2 separate regions of the Mus musculus genome follow, and region 2 is linked to region 1. A link is a contact called in public HiChIP or PLAC-seq data. All regions are on one chromosome and are shown on one strand. Each heading gives the region's core, a stretch centred on a gene start, on an enhancer-like site or on the middle of the called end of the contact. The rest is flanking DNA. Distances are from core to core; before and after follow the strand shown. Region 1 overlaps Itgb3 (integrin beta 3). Region 2 has its middle 9.4 kb from the start of Cyb561.

What was found. HiChIP or PLAC-seq counts read pairs in DNA pulled down with a chosen protein or histone mark.
Region 2: a contact with region 1 is called in an HNF4G HiChIP or PLAC-seq map of pancreatic cancer cells. The contact joins two enhancer-like sites.

The regions. Positions count from the first base shown.
Region 1 is chr11:104,623,181-104,627,156 of GRCm38.p6, reverse strand. Itgb3 (integrin beta 3) reads right to left here. Exons shown (of 15, transcript NM_016780.2): 2 at 3,661-3,746. Among named protein-coding and RNA genes, the nearest start is that of Itgb3, 17 kb to the right of the region's middle. Within about 2 kb of position 2,241, at least 93 of the 459 cell types and tissues checked have an H3K27ac peak or open chromatin away from gene starts, as enhancers often do. A contact at or near this core is called in pancreatic cancer cells, where this site is marked.
Region 2 is chr11:105,951,911-105,955,886 of GRCm38.p6, reverse strand. No RefSeq gene overlaps it. Among named protein-coding and RNA genes, the nearest start is that of Cyb561, 9.4 kb to the right of the region's middle. Within about 2 kb of position 2,291, at least 106 of the 459 cell types and tissues checked have an H3K27ac peak or open chromatin away from gene starts, as enhancers often do. A contact at or near this core is called in pancreatic cancer cells, where this site is marked.

The DNA.
Region 1 (3,976 bases), core at 992-3,491:
CCATGCCCAGTTTATGCGATGCTGGGTTGAGCTCAGGGTTTCACGCATGTAACACAGGCTCTCCAACTGGGTTGCATTGCCAGACCCTACTATACATTTTTATTCTTTTTTTTTTTTAAACAATAACAAGTTTGGGGCCAAACTCAAGGGGGACATCTATGCTCCAGGTTAAAAATAAGTATAAAGAGACTTCAGACATGCTCATGAGACCCTGATAAACACACACACACACACACACACACACACACACACACACTCAGAGTAATTATAGTGTCCTGAGCCTATCCCCAGCAGATACAGAGCAGAAAGCAAATCCAGCTGGGGCCTTCTACTTGCTAACCCAAACCTGTTCTTCTTCCTCTTTCATTCTTAGATGTCAAGTTTGTGAGCTGGCCCACCTTCCAACCTGGCTCAGGTATCCTGGGTATCAATTCCTAGCATTTCTTCTTGTCTTAAGATTGCCAACTTTAGGAAATATGCAATGCCTACCAAGATGAAAATTATCTACTATCTAATCCAACTGGAATTGGGTGTTCTGTATTTATCTGGCAAGCCCAATTCTACCTCTACCCATCCTGTCCAATCCCAGCCTCCACCAGTAGCAATGTTGTCCCTCTTGCTACCATGACAACCTGTTCTGTTGCAATAGGCCCAGGGTCCATCCCCAGAGCCTTTATATTTGACAAGCACTCCCAGCTTGTTAAATTACCTTATGATTTCAGAAAGTTCTAGGATCCAGTATGTTACCACTTGAGCCAAAAATATAGGTTCTAGCTCTGTGAGAAGCTGATGCCTCTGCTAGCTGTGCTGATCAGAGAGATCGAATTACTCCAGTCCATGTTATCTAACCCATGCCTCTGTCTCTCCAAGAACACACCCTAGGTGGGTGGGCCCAAGACACCCCACTCATCCACTTGGCTCTGTTTTCCTCTTACCCAGCCAAGGGCTTGCTATACACACCCAGGAGCTGCTGTCCTTTAAGGACCACAAGCCGAGCCCAACCAGTTGTTTTCCGAGGCACTGCCAACATCAGCACCACTTGAAACAGTCAAGACAGGGGAGGCAGAGGGATGAGCAGGGATCCCAGCCCCACCGTTGGATGTTTAAAGTCAAGATCCAAACACTTTCAATAGTTCAGCTTGCCCTGTGCAAGAGAAGTCCAGCTCCCTCAGGAAAAAGATAACTAGTTACAGCCCAGGGTTCCTCCCTGCTTGACACACTCTGCCCCACATCAGACTCCCCAGCCCCACCCCTCCTCCCTCTCACTTAGCGATGGTAAATATTGGCATTCACTTTATTCCATTCTGAAGGGACTATTTCATCGGGCTTCCTACCTCCCTTCTTTGGTCTCCTTTGGTCCTGGTTGCTACCCATTTCCCAACTCCACCCCATCAACAAGCTGATCTTTCCCTCCCTCTGGCCTCCCAGTCTGCCCCAGAGGGCAAAGATTCACCATAGTGATTGGTAAATATTCCACATTTGCATCTAGTCACATGGAATATGTTCACGTGGCCTAAGGAGGGGCTTTGGCTGGTCAGAACCCAGCTCTGATTTATCCCTATAAGATCCAGATGCGGGAATGAGAGGGGACTATGCTTGAATAGCAGTAGTCCTTCCTCAGGGACCTCCTTTCTGCTCCCCTCTGCTCCGGCCGTCCAACTTCAAGCCATCCTATCCAAACACGGCACCCTCGGCATCCCACTCCTTCTTCTGGAATTGTTGCAGAATTACAACTTCCTCAGAAAGGAAGCTTGACACAACCATGATGGTGACCGGAGGCAGGAGGATATGACAAACCAGAAGGAAGACAGCCACGCCACACTTGAGCCTCCAGTGAAGCCCAGAGGGGAGGGGCACCTGTGGGGGTGGAGAAGGAATGGGCTCACCCTCCCCCAAGCCCCAGAGAATGTTTCATTCGCTAAATGAGATCAATCTGGCCCAGATGTTAGGCAGCTGCCCCTAGAAACAGTTCCCGTGCTGAGCAGCAGAGGCCAAGGCTGTGTATGGAGCTGGCCTTGGAGGCTCTGGCAGCCCCTCCTCTAGGGGGTAAACACAGCCTTCTGCTCCCTTCCTCCCCAGTCTGACCAGGAGCTTGCCTTTTTAGGAAACCCAGAGGATCCAGAAGAGAGGCAGACAAAGATCAGGAAATAGCTAGGGTGGTTGAGGAGCGGTATAGGGCAGAGGCTGTAGCTCTAGTGGCTGAGGAGCAGACAGGCCAGCAGCTCAGGTAACCACCTGCTGGGGGTGCTGACTCACTCCCACTGGAACTGCTGGGAACCTCTCCAGCCACAGGCTTCCCCTACCTCCCCATCAGCTCTTGCCAGCTCCAAATTCCCAGCCCGGCCACAAACATAGCCATTCCCTCAGACACACTCATTCCCTAGGGACTCAGACACAACACACCCTCTGCCTAGACACAGCTAACCCCTTCCTGTCATCGTCTGGTCCTCACCATTGAGCTGTGCTCCCTCATCCATTGATACTTTAGAGATGAAGGAAGGAAGGAAGATAGAGGGGCGTCACTGTCAGAGAGAAGGGAAGAAAAAAGGATCTTTAAGAAAGTGTACACAAACACACATATACAAATATATACAAACACACACATACATGCACACAAACACACACAAACACACATACACACACAAAGACACACAAACATACATATAAAGACACAAACATACACACAAACACACACATTCACAAACACACACATACACACAAACATATAAACATACACAGAAATATAGACACACAGAGACACATACAAACACACACATAACATTCCTCTTCTGAGTTTTTAGGGTTTTTTGTTTTTGTTTTGCTCTGGGGGTGGGGGGGGGTCGGATGAGCTGGCATCCCTCTATACCCCTAGCGCCTCTCTTCTTTAGAGAGTAAAGCCTTTCTTCCATGAGATGTTCCAGCCCAAAGCAAGTATAGGCTGGGGAAGGGTAGCAATAATCACAGTAATGACGATGCCCAAGCAAAATGGCTGGAGTGGAAGGGCAGAACAGGCTCCAGGATCATTGCCAGCTTCCACCATGCATCCTGAGGAAGGCGTCACCTAGTCTTGCTCAGAAGGGGAAAGAGACTGCGTTTAGGAGGAAGGAAATGATTCTGTGTGCCTGCACCTACACTGAAGCGCCTAAATCTAGGGAAAGAAGGCATCTGGGGCAAGTTAGGATGGGGGTGGGGAGCCACACCTGTGTTGAACATTCAACAAGATCAGATGAATGCTACAGGTTGGGCACCAAATAGTTTGGGGCTAAATTATCCCCCTAAATAGCTACCTATTGCCCACCTCTAGGTTTGACTTAACATTCTTAAGACTAGTAAAGTCCTTTCTAAAATGTGCAGACTCCTAGCTTCCACCAACCCCACAGGCTAGGACTGTTATGAGGTAACCTCAGACGCTCCTGACTGCTGTAACCACCTCATCTGATGGTTCACCAATGTGTGTCTAAAGTACCTTGACCTATTGCCTTCTTTGTTCTGTTACTATAAAACGTTCACTATAGTGCTTATCACGTTGGAACCCAGTATTTGAATCTATGTTCCTTGGCCATAGCCACTTACATTTGGCTCCAGGATAAACTACCTCATATTCCTTTTAAAGGTCAGAGTTGTGTTATTGCATTGACAAATAAGGCATAGGCTCCTTACCTCATCTGAGCACCAGGCACACACAGGACTCACAGCCAGACACTGCTGGCAGGAGTTCACGCCTCGTGTGGTACAGATGTTGGACTCTGCAACAAAGAGGCAAGGACATCAGCACCTGATTTGCTCAGAGCAGTGACCATCCTGCCCCGGCTACCCCAAATTTCCCAAACACTCAAGTGATACACACAAACATACTCTAACCCTACCCATTGGGCAAGTTACCAAACATGGGCTATTACACAAAAAAGAAAGTGGGTAGGGAGAAACTCACTCCTTTATCAGCAAATGAAGACCCAAGGGCCCCATAGTAAATGAC
Region 2 (3,976 bases), core at 1,042-3,541, 1.3 Mb before region 1:
CCGGCTATGTAGATAGCGTTGGAGCGGTTGGAATCATTGTTGTCCAGGCAGCCTGGTCTCCCTGTGACAACCTGGAGTTGGTGAAAAACTTTGTCTCTTTCATGTGAAGAATCACTAGTTTGGCTTGCAGCTGTTGAGCAGAGGTAAAGCTCTTGCCTGGGTTAAATTCTCAGCACTACAAAGATGCAAACATCACTCATCTGCTCACAACACAAAAACCATTAGCTTTCTCCTCCTCCTCCTCTTCTATTATTATTATCATTATTATTATTAATTCGTGATGAGCCTTTTGGGGTGCCACTTGGCAGGAATCTGACATTGGCCATGACAAAGAAGTAAGGCCAGGCAGGGACCTGACATTGGCCAAGGACAAGGAAGTAATAATCTGATTTTAGGGTAGAACAAAGTGGGCTCAGATATCTTGATCATCCTTAGAAACAGCATCACTGGAGTGATCATGGGGCTTTGTGTTTATTGTCTTGCTTGTCCCTTGACTATTGTCCTTTTAGTTCCTTATTGTATTGCTTGCCCTAAATACTTGCATGAAATTAAAATGGTATAAAAGTGAATTGGGAAAAATTAAACCTGCCTTCAGTCTCAGAATTGACTGGGGTAATGCTACAATGATATCTAAATTTTATTTTTTCTTTTTAATCATCACTCCTGAACTGGAGAACCTGTTGACTGACTGAGTGGGCTTGGTTTATTATTATTATTATTTGTATTGATTTCTTTCAGTACTACAGATAAGGCTCAGGAGCCCAGTTACAATACTAAGCCAAAGCAATCTTTTTTTTTCTTCTTCTTCTTCTCATTGTTTCCTTTCTTTATGCTGTTTTCTGGGAGGTTGCATTATAGGCATAGGCTGGCCTAGAACCCAAGATTCTTCGGCCTCAGCCTCCAGAGTCCTGGGATTTAGGTACTGATACACGGGCAGTATACCACCATGCCTGGCTCTAACTCTGCCTCATTGTTTTGAGATAGAGGCTCAGGTAGCCCAGGCTAGCCTGGGCTTGTGTGTGTGGGACTCAACATGCTCTTGTTTCTTCTTCCCATCTGAACTGATGTATGTGCCCCAGGCCTGCCTCCTGAGCATTCCCTGCAGTTTTAGGTCAAACATAAACTTAATAAGTAAGACATTAGCTAGGCATGGTGGCGCACGCCTTTAATCCCAGCACTCGGGAGGCAGAGGCAGGCGGATTTCTGAGTTTGAGGCCAGCCTGGTCTACAGAGTGAGATCCAGGACAGCCAGGGCTATACAGAGAAACCCTGTCTCAAAAAAACCAAAAAAAAAAAAAAAAAAAAAAAGTAAGACATTGCTTTTTAAAAAATTGTTGAGTTAGTGTTTAATAGGTAGAGTTTTAGTGTCTTAGAGATGAATGTGTTTCTTCTCCTCCTCCTTCCTTCCTCCTCCTCCTCCTCTTCTTCTTTCTCTTCCTCCTCCCCCTCCTTCTCCTTCTTGGAGTCACTATGTAGCTCTGGCTGTCCTGGAACTTATTACATAGACCAGGCTGGCCTTGAACTCACACGATCCCCTTGCCTCCCAAGTGCTAGGATTAAAGGGTCCACCACCACACCACACCCAGCAAGAATGTATTTCTTACTGTACGTCTAAGAATGCACAAGAAGGCTTAGCAGGTAGAAGCAATTGTCACCAAGTCTGACAGCCTGAAAACAATCTTTGGCTACCCCATGGAAGGTGAGAACCAAAGCCTACACGATGTCTTCTGAACCCCGAGTATCCTCACTATAATAATATTTTTAAAAAGCAATTAAAAATAGTTAAGAGGCGGGGCATGGTGGCGCACGCCTTTAATCCCAGCACTCGGGAGGCAGAGGCAGGCGGATTTCTGAGTTTGAGGCCAGCCTGGTCTACAGAGTGAGTTCCAGGACAGCCAGGGCTATACAGAGAAACCCTGTCTTGAAAAGCCAAAAAACCAACCAACCAACCAAACAAACAAAAAACAAAAATAGTAAAGAGATTGAGTGTAGGCTCACATCTATAATACTAACATTCAAGAAGCTGAGGCAGAAGGACTGCCATATGCTCGAGGCCGTGCTGGCTCACATACACAGCTCCTTAAAATAAATAATTTGAAAGTTGATGTACTGCTGAAAAGCCTTGGGGCAGTGGGCCCAACCCTGTCTCCAGCACACCCTGTCCAGTCCATGCACCCCCAGGCAGCAGGAAAGGGGAACTGGTCATCTTCTAGCCCAGAAGGCAGCCTGGCTCTGCCATAGCTGTGGATAGCGGCAATGCATCTTGGCCGCTCGGGCCAGGAACATGTGAGTAAGTTCTGACTCACATCTGTCCTTTCCTGGTTGCCTCATCTGGCCTGGCCTTCATTAGACCCTCCCACTCGTTCATTTACTCCTTCCTTGGCTCGGTTCCATCAAGATCCAGAAAAACAGCTCAGGGCCTGTGCTCCTGTTTGGTGACACAGTGGGGACAGCACTGAGCGAGAGCCTGGCTTCACCTGCACAGACCCGTGGGGGATGTCCTGACGTGGAACCCCAAGAGGAGTTGAAAGCCATCAGTTGTGGCCTAGGGGGCACAGAGGCACTGAGTGCCCAGCAGGAAGGGGCCAGGAAGGGACAGGCAAGGTGGAAAGAAAGGCAGCCTGAGCTGCTCGGGTGAAGAGAGTGAAGGACGTTCTACCTCCAGGCATCAGAGTAGGGAGAGCAGGGGACCAGCATGTGCAGAGCTCCAGAGATCAGAGGCCATGGCCCAGTAGAGCCATGAGCTCGAGGCTGTTCCGTGGGTGGCTGTCTAGACAGTCCACGTTGAAGGGAGGCAGAGGAATGCCTCTCACGGAAGGAACACGTTCAAACCGGCTCAGGTGAGGGGCAAGAGTGGGGAGGCGTGGTTAAGGAGCGGGCACTGCTTAGTCCCCAAGGGCTGGGCTTTGCTGTGAAGATGGTTCTCGGTGTTGTATCTCATCCTGCAGCTGCAGGCAGGCAGACCCCTGTGCTCTGGTCTCCCTCCCCCAGCCACTAGGACCCTTTGACCTTCTTCTGTCCCCTGCATGCTGATGGGTCAGGGATCCATCCCAGAGAACTCACCAGAAGGCATTCAGCCCCTCCCCAAGAGCCCAGGAAGTGGCTCCCAGGGCCTTCTTCAAAGCTGGGCCTGTGTCAGTCAGGACCTAGCCTTCTCCTCTACTTGCCACTATTGGCGACCTCTACCCAGGATGCACTGCTGCTGGGATGTGGAGGTGCAACTTGACTAGGCTGTGTCTCCCTAGTGCTCCATGCAGTTCCACTAATTCCAACCTCCTAACCTTGCAAGTTAGGTACCACTTAACTCCCACTTTGCAGGTGAGAAAGCTGAGGCACAGGTGTTAGTTGAATGTGATCATCCAGGGGTGGAGCCCAACATGGCGGGACAGGGTCTCCAAGAACAGTGATGGTGTCTGATCTTTCCCCTTCCCACAGACTGTGAGGACTTCCGTGGTTTACAGGAGAAGACAGTGCTCAGGAGCGCACTGGTTTTGTTGTGTTTTGTTGTGCAGCATAGGTTGGTCTCAGCAGCTACCTTCCTGCCTGGGGTTGCGGGTAGGCGCCCATGTCCAGCCAAGTTCTTTACTCTTTGGACTCTTGGTACTGTTTAATCGCAAATCTTAAACCTATTTCTTATGGCTTTGCCTCTAGGAAGTCAAAGTCCCCCCTGTCGCTGTTCTTATGTGAACAGGGACCGGATGACACCCCTCTACACTGGCCCTGTGTGAGGTCTCCTTCCTACCCACCACCTCCCCTGCACACAGTGTATATAACGTCCTGGCAGGGATGAAGATTTTCTGAAGAGATGCCCCGTGTCCTTCCCTAGGCTGCCATGTACTGAGACACTGGTCCCCAATGAACAAGAATCCCCCAGACAGGCTGAAGCCTGGTGCCACCCACAGGGAGGGACTTGCCTCTTCACAAGATTTCACACAGTTCTGTCTGAAGGCCTTGCAGGAGAGACTGGAGGAGCCAC